3 separate regions of the Pan troglodytes genome follow, and all the other regions are linked to region 1. The links are chromatin contacts, called in public Hi-C and HiChIP or PLAC-seq maps. All regions are on one chromosome and are shown on one strand. The core of a region is the stretch at or near the end of the contact, and the rest is flanking DNA. Distances in the headings are between cores, read along the strand shown. Region 1 holds the start of ZNF827 (zinc finger protein 827). Region 2 holds the start of SMAD1 (SMAD family member 1). Region 3 holds the start of MMAA (metabolism of cobalamin associated A).

Region 1 (2,975 bases), core at 242-2,741:
GCTTTCAATAGCATTACTTGTTACTGGGAAGCTAGATCTTTTGGGGGGAGTTGGCAGGGAGGGGTTGAACGTGAGATTTCTCTATCAGTGAAAGACATCTTTTGGGAGATACAGCACTCTTTAAGCTTCACTTATAAAAGTGTGCAATATAAAGCCTTATTATTATTTTTAATAAGGCAGGTCAGAATTTAACCCCCATGGCTCTCTTTAACACCACTGAAGTTGTAAGAATTAACTCAACCTCAAAGAGGCATGAGTTATCCATGTAGGCTTATAGAGTGTCATTTTAATGTTCTATGTCTTTACTGTGCCTCCACTTTCTTTGATGAAAAGGTCTATTTAAAAATTGGTAGGAAAATATTTAACATAATAAGATGATGAGTCAGAGTTTTAAAAAAGCTAAAAAGGGAAGATGTAGTTAAATAATGCACCTTTTTATTTTTTAGCTACATCTGACTCATGACATATAATGTATTCTGCTAAGTTCAAAGTTTCCTCTTACAAAGAGAGTTTTATGAAACAACTCTTCTTCAGACCATTTTTATTTCAATTATAGTAGCAGGTTTTGGAGTTTAAATCATTAACAACCTCTGAGTGAACTTTTATCCAAATGACTGCAAGTCACAAAGAGAACAGTCCTCTTTCACCAAGTACCTTTTGTGTTCGAGTGAGACCCGTCCTTTTCTATTTTCCTTCTTTATGTCTCTCTTTGAAGAAAGATGTGTGATTTGTAAGGTAATGAAAGTATGTATCAGTTAATGAAAACTGCTATATTGGGCTCATAATGCACACTGGAATTGCTTCAGGGTAAACTTCATATACCTGCAGTATATAGCAGGGGAAAAAGTGAATTTCCGAAGTAAAGATTGCTGTGTGCACTCTAGGAGTATCACGTAGCAGTTAAAGCAACCATCAGGGGTGACCTAATCTTATTTTCCTCTCTTTGTCAAGTAGCTGTAATGTTCATTTAGGAGCATTTTTCAGTTTTAACTCCAGTGGACACTCCAAAACTGGGCACTTATTCTGTCAACTGTCAACCAAGTTATTGATTCACCATATGTTGTCTTTTCATTTTTTTTAAATTAGTTTTTTTGGAATGTTTTTGAAGAGTGTGTGGGAGACGATAACCTCCAGATTTAAGGTGATGGGGTAGGGACAAAAGCCTGCAGAATTTCATACAGAACAAAATGTAGCTTAATAAACAAAAGAAAGTTAAGAGAGAAATTTATTTCCTTTTTAAAAATCAGTAAAATAATGAACTAATCGTTGTTTAAAGAGTGGGAAAAACTTTTTTCCCCCTAGATTTGGTGACTAGCGGGATAAATTTGAAGAACTCCATCCCACCCCCGCACGCGCGCCCCCCATTCTTTCCAGACAGAGCGGTTGTAAATCCGAGGCTGAGTCCGCCCTGGGAGCCTTGGGGCACCTTCCTCTTTGCTCTGTGTGTGTGTGTGCGTGCGTGTGTGTGTGTAGCTCTCGCTCTTTCCCTCAGTCTGTGCCTCTGTGTGTGTGTGAGTGTGTGTGTGTGACAGAGAGCGAGAGAGAGAGCGCGAGAGGAGAGAGAGCGAGAAAGAGAGAGAGAGAGCAAGAGAGCGAGCTGTGAGCTGTGCTGCCGCCGCCGCTGCCCTTTGATCCCGACATTAGTGTTAGGGGCTCGGAGACACAGAGCGCGGCCATAGACACCGCCGCACTGGCACTCATTTATTTATACCTCCCATCACACACGCGAGCATAGGACACACACACACTCACACCTATTAGATCCGTTTCCATTGAAGAATATTACGCTCGGGGACAAGCCAGGTGCACGACCAAAAATTTAAAAAAAAAAAAAAGGAAAAAAGAAAGGAAAGAAAAGAAGAAAACCCCTCTTCTGGCTCCAGGAAACAAGCTTCAACCCATTGCACACACCGGAGAAGGGGTTTCCCCCTGCCCGCCCGCCCGCCCCCCAACTACCTCCCCGCTCCTGCCAGTGTCTGCCTCTCTGCCCCCACGGGGGTTTATTTGATCTCACATTAACCAAGGAGGAGAATGTGAGAAAAGGGGGAAAATGCCCAGGAGGAAGCAGGAGCAGCCCAAGCGCCTTCCCTCACGTAAGTCATCCCTTCTCCACCTCCTCTCGTGCCATTTTCTCGCCCTCCCTCTCCTCTTTCCCCTCCGCAGCCTCCTCCGTTGTTTTCTGCATTAGTTTAGGGTTACAGAGGTGAAACTAACAAAGACACAGCCCGGGTTACTCCTCGTTTAGGTCTATGCTGAGGCAGCCATGTTGGTGATGATCAGCCCCGTGCCCTTTCTATTCTCTCTCTCTTTTTCTTTCTTTCTCTCACCCCCCCCCTCTTTTTTTCCTTGAGATTGGGCTTTTTTTTCCCTTTCCCTCCCCTTCCCCCTCCTCACTCTGGGTTGCTGGGGGGAGGGGGCAAGAGAAGGGAGGAGGGGAGTAGTGTGGATGCCGGGGGTTTTATCGGGGGTTTGGTGGGGGGAGGTGGGAGAGGTTGGAATCTTAAAAAAAAAAATTCCTTGTGGATTCCGGCGCCTGAGGGTGCGGGGGTCGGGGCGCGCGGAGGGCTGGGGGCCGTGACATGGCGTTTGGGGGTGTCAGGGAGAGGGCGCGCAGCAGCCGCCGGGTACAGGATCCAGGGAGAGGTCCGTCCCTGGCTAAAGGTTGCGCCGGGGTTGGTCGGCCCCCGAGCCGCCGGCGGCAGCGGCGGCGGCGGCTGGAGCAGGAGGAGGCGGAGGTGGAGGAGGCGGCGGCGGAGGAGGGGAGTCGGGGGCGGGCGAGGCGGGAGCGGCTGGGGAGGGTGTAGGGGCACCGCACACAAACACACGGGTACACACGCGCCGCCGGGCGGCTGCTCCCGCGGCGCCGAGGCGAGGGGGCGCGCCGGGGCGCGGGGCGGCCGGGCGGGGGGCGAGGCCGGGCAGCGGCGGGCGGATGTGGGGTGCGGGAGCTGCGCCGAGGCGAAGGCAGGAGGCAG
Region 2 (2,975 bases), core at 278-2,777, 460 kb after region 1:
AGAAGGAACGCGCCTTTACTGGTTATCTTGCACCGTGTATTTAAAAATTGCATGCTCTTCAAAATAAACAAAAGCTCAGCTACTGTAGTTGTGAGATCTGGCAGGCATTTGTTCCTCCTCCCCTCCTAAAGCACATCAAGAAAACGTTCTCCCTTTAAAGCCTTCATACAGTTTCAGCAACTAGAAAAACAAGCCCACGTCTGTCTCTCACGCCCACCACCCCCACCTTCCTACAGAAACAACCCCGAGAAACACTAACAAAGACAGGGAGCAGAGTAAAGGAACAGTTGTTCAACCGCGAACTCACGAATACACATGCAGTGAGGCAATCGACTCCGGTAAAGGGAAAGGAATGAGACACCAGGAGACGCAGCGGGTGTAGGCGGAAGAGGGGGAAAAAATTACGCGCCGCCGCCAAACCTTTGAATAAATTAGAGGGGATCTCGGTGCGAACTTTCCTTGACCTCGACCCCAAAGAGGCTTGCTGGGGCCGAGAAGAAAACCCGTGCGGGATGTGGAGGGGCCCGGGGCGCCGGGGTCCCCCGCCCGCGAGACCCGCTCCACCAGGCGCCTTGGAGAGCAGCGCCAGCGGTCGTCCTCCAGCTCCCGCAGGGGTCGCCCCGCCGGCGCGGGGGACACAATGGGTCCGCGGGCCGCGCGAACGGGCCTCGGCCCGGCGGCAGCACAGGAGAGATGTGAGGAGCGCGCGGAAGGGGAGCGCGGCCGGGGAGATCCCAGCGCGGTCAGGCCCGGGAGCCGAGGCTCGGGGGCCCGGGAACTGGGCTTCCCACAGCAGAAGACCCAACAAAGACACCAGGGGAGCCCGGCGGGCTGGGCGCGAGAAGACGTGGTAGCAGGTTCGCTCCTCCGAGCAGACGGGAGGCGCCATCATGGGGGGGGGGTCGCGGCCCGCCCCGCGCAGAAAGAGCCCCCTTCCCGCCGCCGCCCGCGCCCCCAGCCCAGCACGACCGCGGCGGCCCCACGCGTGCAGAGACGGCGGCGGCGGCGCTGGAAAGCCCGGGGCGCCGAGGGGAGGGCTGGGACGCGGCATGAAGTGAAAGTTCGGTTCGGGTCTGTTTCGTTTTACCGGGTTGGCGGCGCGCCCGTCCGCGCGGGCGCACGAGTGGCCGGGCGAGCGGGGTCTCGCGGCCCGGGTCCGGACGGCCGGGCGCTGCGCCACTCTCCGCTCCCAGGGTCCCTCCCCGAGCCTCGGCCCGGGTTGAGCCGCTCGGCCTCTCCTTTCTCCGCCCGCCCGCCTGCTTTCTCCTGGAGCCTGGATTGATCTGGTCGCGCTGGCGTCAGGGAGTCGGAGCTGCCCAGCCTCCACTCCTCGGCTGCCAATACCCGGCGCACTCGCCTGCCCGCCCGCTCACACGCTCACCCGCTCACCCGCGCGCCGCCGCCGCTGCCGCGCGACCAGGGATCCTCTCCAAATTCCCGGCCCGGCCCGCGTGAGCGCAGCGCGGCCGGGGCCGGAGGACGGCGCGGGGGAGCGGCCGGAGCCACCCCCTTCTACCGGCAGCCCCACGCCCCGTTTCTTCCTGGAGAAAAAACAGTGTGGCGGCGTTCAGGCTTTCCTAACCCTGCCTTTTTAGTCCCGGTGGAGCGGACTTAGTCCATTATCTGCAAGTGAATTTCGATGTTCCATATGTTTATTTTCTGAAATGTTCATTAACGCTTCCACCGCGCCCACCGAATCGTTCTATAAACGTGGAGTGCATGTTGACAGTTATCTTTCGAGACGCGCCCTTTTATGTCTATCTTTCGTTGCCCCTCACTCACTCTCCAATAATTTGCAGGCCCCAGAAGTTGTACGTACCCAGAATTGGATAGCCTAGTAAATACTGCACGTGGTTATACAAACCCTGAGTCAACAGATGCGTTTTGTGTCAACTCAGGATCCAGTGATTCGAGTAGGTAACCTTGTTGCTCCAAATAATGGCATGCCATAAGGAGATACTGCTTTAGAACTCCACATTTTTGGTCCAATTTCTACAGTCTTTTAGATGATGCCAACTCCCCCGCACTTAACTCTTACCTACCTGATCTGCATAGACATTGAAAATATCTTCTTGCAAGAGTCAACTTTTCTCTTGGCTAACTCTTGAAGCTGCATAAAATCTTGCATAATTACTATAATGTTGAGTTACGTTTAGAAAAAATGATTTTTTTTGAGGAATAAATTTCACATGAAGCAAAAAAAAAAAAAAAAAAAAATCACTCCCAGCAATGTATATCAGAATATGTCTTCTAATTAAATTCCTTTTTCCCTTAACCTATTTGAGCACTTACTGGTCAATTCGTGGGCCTCATCTTATTTTCCCTAAAAGCAGCGTTTGACGCAGTTGATCATTCTCTGCTCCTTAGAACAACAGGAAAGTGAACCTTGTTAAATGCCACTCGGATCAGGCCACTCCTCTGTTGAAAATCCTCCCTTGATAAATAGTATAAAGTATCCCATACAAGAGAACATTATTCAGCCATAAAAAGGAATGAAGTACTGATACTGATGCATGCTACATGGGTAACCTTTCAAAACGTGAAGGGAAAGAAGACAGACCACACATTGTATTCTTCCACATATGTGAAATGCTCAGAGTAGGCAAGGCTATGGAGACAGAAAGTAGATTGGTGGTTTGCATAGGGTTGGGGAAATGAGGAACCTGGGGAGTGACAGCTAAAGGTTATGGGGTGACAAAATTGTTCTAAAACTAGTTTCTGGTGATGGTTGCACAACTCTGTGCATATACCGAAAGCCATTAAATTGCACACTTTAAATGGGTCAATCATTTGGTATGTGAATTTTACCTCAAGCTATTAAAAAAAAAGCATGACAATGAAATGCAGTATATGACCTTGATTGGATCCTGAATGGGGAGGAGGAGCTATAAACTGTCATTTTAAAGTCGTTAATTTTTAAAAAATCAAAAATGGCATTTATTTAATTTTGAGACAGAGTCTCGCTCGGTCGCCCA
Region 3 (2,975 bases), core at 303-2,802, 320 kb after region 1:
ACAGAAGGTGTGTGTTAACTAAATTGGTTGCAAGTAACATTAAAAATCAAGAAAAAATACGTAAAAATACAGATCTTTGGCCTGTGTTGGAGAAAATCGGACCTGCGTTTGAGAGACCCCCATTCCCACATGGCAACAATCAGCTAAATGGTAAATGTTTCGAGCATTCACCAGCTCTTTCCATTCTAAATAAAGGTTTTCTTTTGACATCTTCAAATATCTCAAATGGTGATTTACATTTCTTATGGATATGTAAATTTTCATGCTAGTTTTGTCTCTCCTAATAGAATACAGCCCTTAAAAAACCTGTCCTTGTCTTTGACTTTTTAAAAACCTCTTGTTACCCTGAACACAAACCGGTATTTAGTGCAAAATTATTGTAAAAGAATATTCTGAACATTGTAGACAACAGCAAAATGCTGAATAATCCACACAGTTTTTCTGGAAACTTTTGGCTTTCTACCAAGTTGGAAAAGTTTTATTAGTTTATGTTTTCTAAACATATGGATTAGGGTACAACTCTTAAGACAGATAATACAAAATTTTTATATTATTTTGGTTTAGGTCGTCTTTCATTTTCTAATGAGAAATACATATGAAGACAGCATGCCCTCTGCTGAAAGAGATTTAGGCCCTGCCCGGCACGCCATGTGACGGAACCTAGATACTGTTTGTAACTTTTAGTTTGAATCCAACTTTTATATCCTGGATTTTATTTCCCGGAAAAGAGTTTCAATTTCACTCTTTGGTAGGAGTCATAGTGGCTTTCTCTGACGCGGCCTCAGGTTAACCATTTACCGGGTTTGGCAGCGACAAGGGAAGAGCCACCTTAACAAAGCTGCCTTGCTGTGGCTCAGAGATAACCTGAGAAACCTAACCAAGATGAGAATTTTAAAACACTGTTTACGTACAGGGCCTTTTTTTGTTAAACCTTCCATTTGAACCCATTTGCCGACTCCTGCCTGTCCACACATATCCGCACCCCTAACATCAATATTAGGAGAATATTCGATAATACTCTCCTTTTCCTTCCCCCACCCCAAATCCTCCAGGGGGCGCCCCGGAGGACCGCGCTGGCCCCCCGGCGGGAGGGCGGCCGTAGGCGGGAGCCCAGTCCCGACTCCTGGACGCCGCGCGCACTCCCCATACTCACCCGCCCGAAGCCACGGAAGTGCCACCTGACCCCGCCCCTTCCGCCGGATCCTCCCACGCAGGCGCAGCGCCGACTGCAGGCGCGTGGGGCCCGGGGATCGCCTGGGGCCGGGTGGCGGTGCGGGGCATGGCCAGGGTCCCCGTGGACGTGGCCGCGCAGTTCCGGCGTGTGGCGGAGAGCGAGTGAGCGTGAAGGTCTCCCGGCCTGCAGCAGGCTGCGGAAGCTCTGCGCCGGGAAGTTCTCTGGCGGGGGAGGGGAGGGCGGTTTACGTCCTTTGGGGTAGGTTTTGCCCTTTTTAAGATCCACATGAAATCTTTCGCCTCCGAAGTTCGAGGGTAACTTTCGTTCCCTCCTGGCCTTCGCGACACCCTCGAGTCGGACGGAGGCCGAGTCGTGCCCTCACCCCCAGCAGCCTGCGGCGGCCGGGACCCCCGGAGGCCCTTCTTCCGCTCCTTGGAAACTTAAAATGTGGGGTGAGGGAGAGACGCGTTACGTTTGACAGACCGGTGAAATTAAAGACACTCAAGCTTCTCAGAGTGATTTGAAGAAATGCTCAGCGTTCTGCCGAAATATAGTTTTAAGTTTTTAAACCACGGCATGGTTTTTAAAGGCTGAAGGACCCACAGTTTTTTTCTCTTAAAGGGCACCCATTCATTTTGATTAATATTTCTTAACATGCAGCCAAAGCCAGGACTCGGGCTCACTGCTGCAGGGGTGTCCTCGGGAAGTCCCGAGGGGGGAAAGGCGCACAAGCCTGAAATGGAGATGAAAATAAACAGGCATAATATTTGCTACCTCACTGCGTGGGCGGAGTAGTAACTAATTCTTAAAAAACGTCTTAGATAACGTGTAAGTAGTAAAGCCGTTGTATGCTAATCTAGAATTTTTGAGAAAAAATCACCCAAATGTTTGCTATAATGTGATAAAGATAGCATCCATCGGCAGTAGCCAGGATGAAATGACGAGTAGATATGGTTATAAATGGGGCCCATGCAGTATAATTAGTATATGAAACCAAGATGTCAGTCCTCACACAGAATTTGTGTAATGATATGCATTTGGGAGGCTTCAGGCCTTTTCAGCTATTTGATACAGGTTGATTCTTACTGAATACAGAATAATAAAAAATGAATTACTGGTCTCACCATTTTCATTATTACTATTTGGACCAAAAGACTACCACTTTTACTCCAAAGATTGTAGACTCAATAGCCAATGACAGAAAATTAAGCACAAGTCTAAATGAAGCCGAGGATCTAGTAGAAAGAACATAGAATCAGACCTTTCAAATCTCAGCCTATTGAACACAAACAGAATGACAGTTCTTGAGACGGTTTACTTCCTTTCTTTAAACTTGGCGTTGCTCATCTGAACAATTGTTTCGGAAAGGGTTACGTTTGATGAAAGCTCAGTTTGTGCTACCTTAGAAGTGAAGAAGTTTGTTAATTTTAAAATTGAGTTAATCCTTACCTGCTTTTCGTTCTACAAACTCAAACACTTTCATGCATGTCACTTTTTTATTCAGAAGTTTTCTAAACAGTACAGCTTAGGGAACACATTTCCATGGAACATTAGTGTTTTGCAAAATGTTAATAGATGCTTCATGGGAAAAAAATTGCTAGCATCACCAATACTGGCGAAAATATGAACCTGTCATTATGAGACTATGGGAAATACACCTTTGTAGAGCTCTTGCCAAAAATGTTTAACCTGAATCTGATTGTGAGGAAACACTCAGATAAATTCTGAATGTGATTTGTTCGGACTTTTCAATAAGGTTAATAAGGAAGACAATAAAAAAAGGCAGGAGGACTGATCTACA

The links. Hi-C and Micro-C count contacts between places; a contact is called where the count stands out from the background. HiChIP or PLAC-seq counts read pairs in DNA pulled down with a chosen protein or histone mark.
Region 2: a Hi-C map of stem cell-derived neural progenitor cells shows a contact between it and region 1, with 5 times the contacts expected there. The contact joins the promoter of SMAD1 here to the promoter of ZNF827 in region 1. A contact is called at or near these places in 1 of 7 Hi-C or Micro-C datasets (stem cell-derived neural progenitor cells) and 1 of 1 other capture datasets (stem cell-derived neural stem cells).
Region 3: a contact with region 1 is called in an H3K4me3 HiChIP or PLAC-seq map of stem cell-derived excitatory neurons, with 2.9 times the contacts expected there. The contact joins the promoter of MMAA here to the promoter of ZNF827 in region 1. A contact is called at or near these places in 1 of 7 Hi-C or Micro-C datasets (stem cell-derived neural progenitor cells) and 1 of 1 datasets of contacts at active chromatin or transcription factors (stem cell-derived excitatory neurons).

The regions. Positions count from the first base shown.
Region 1 is chr3:147,726,260-147,729,234 of NHGRI_mPanTro3-v2.0_pri, reverse strand. ZNF827 (zinc finger protein 827) reads left to right here and starts at 1,491. Exons shown (of 14, transcript XM_016952308.4): 1 at 1,491-2,093. The coding sequence starts at 2,051.
Region 2 is chr3:147,268,542-147,271,516 of NHGRI_mPanTro3-v2.0_pri, reverse strand. SMAD1 (SMAD family member 1) reads right to left here and starts at 1,527. Exons shown (of 7, transcript XM_054683412.2): 1 at 1,382-1,527.
Region 3 is chr3:147,408,660-147,411,634 of NHGRI_mPanTro3-v2.0_pri, reverse strand. It overlaps MMAA (metabolism of cobalamin associated A), which reads right to left and starts at 1,552. Exons shown (of 7, transcript XM_526697.9): 1 at 1,154-1,552.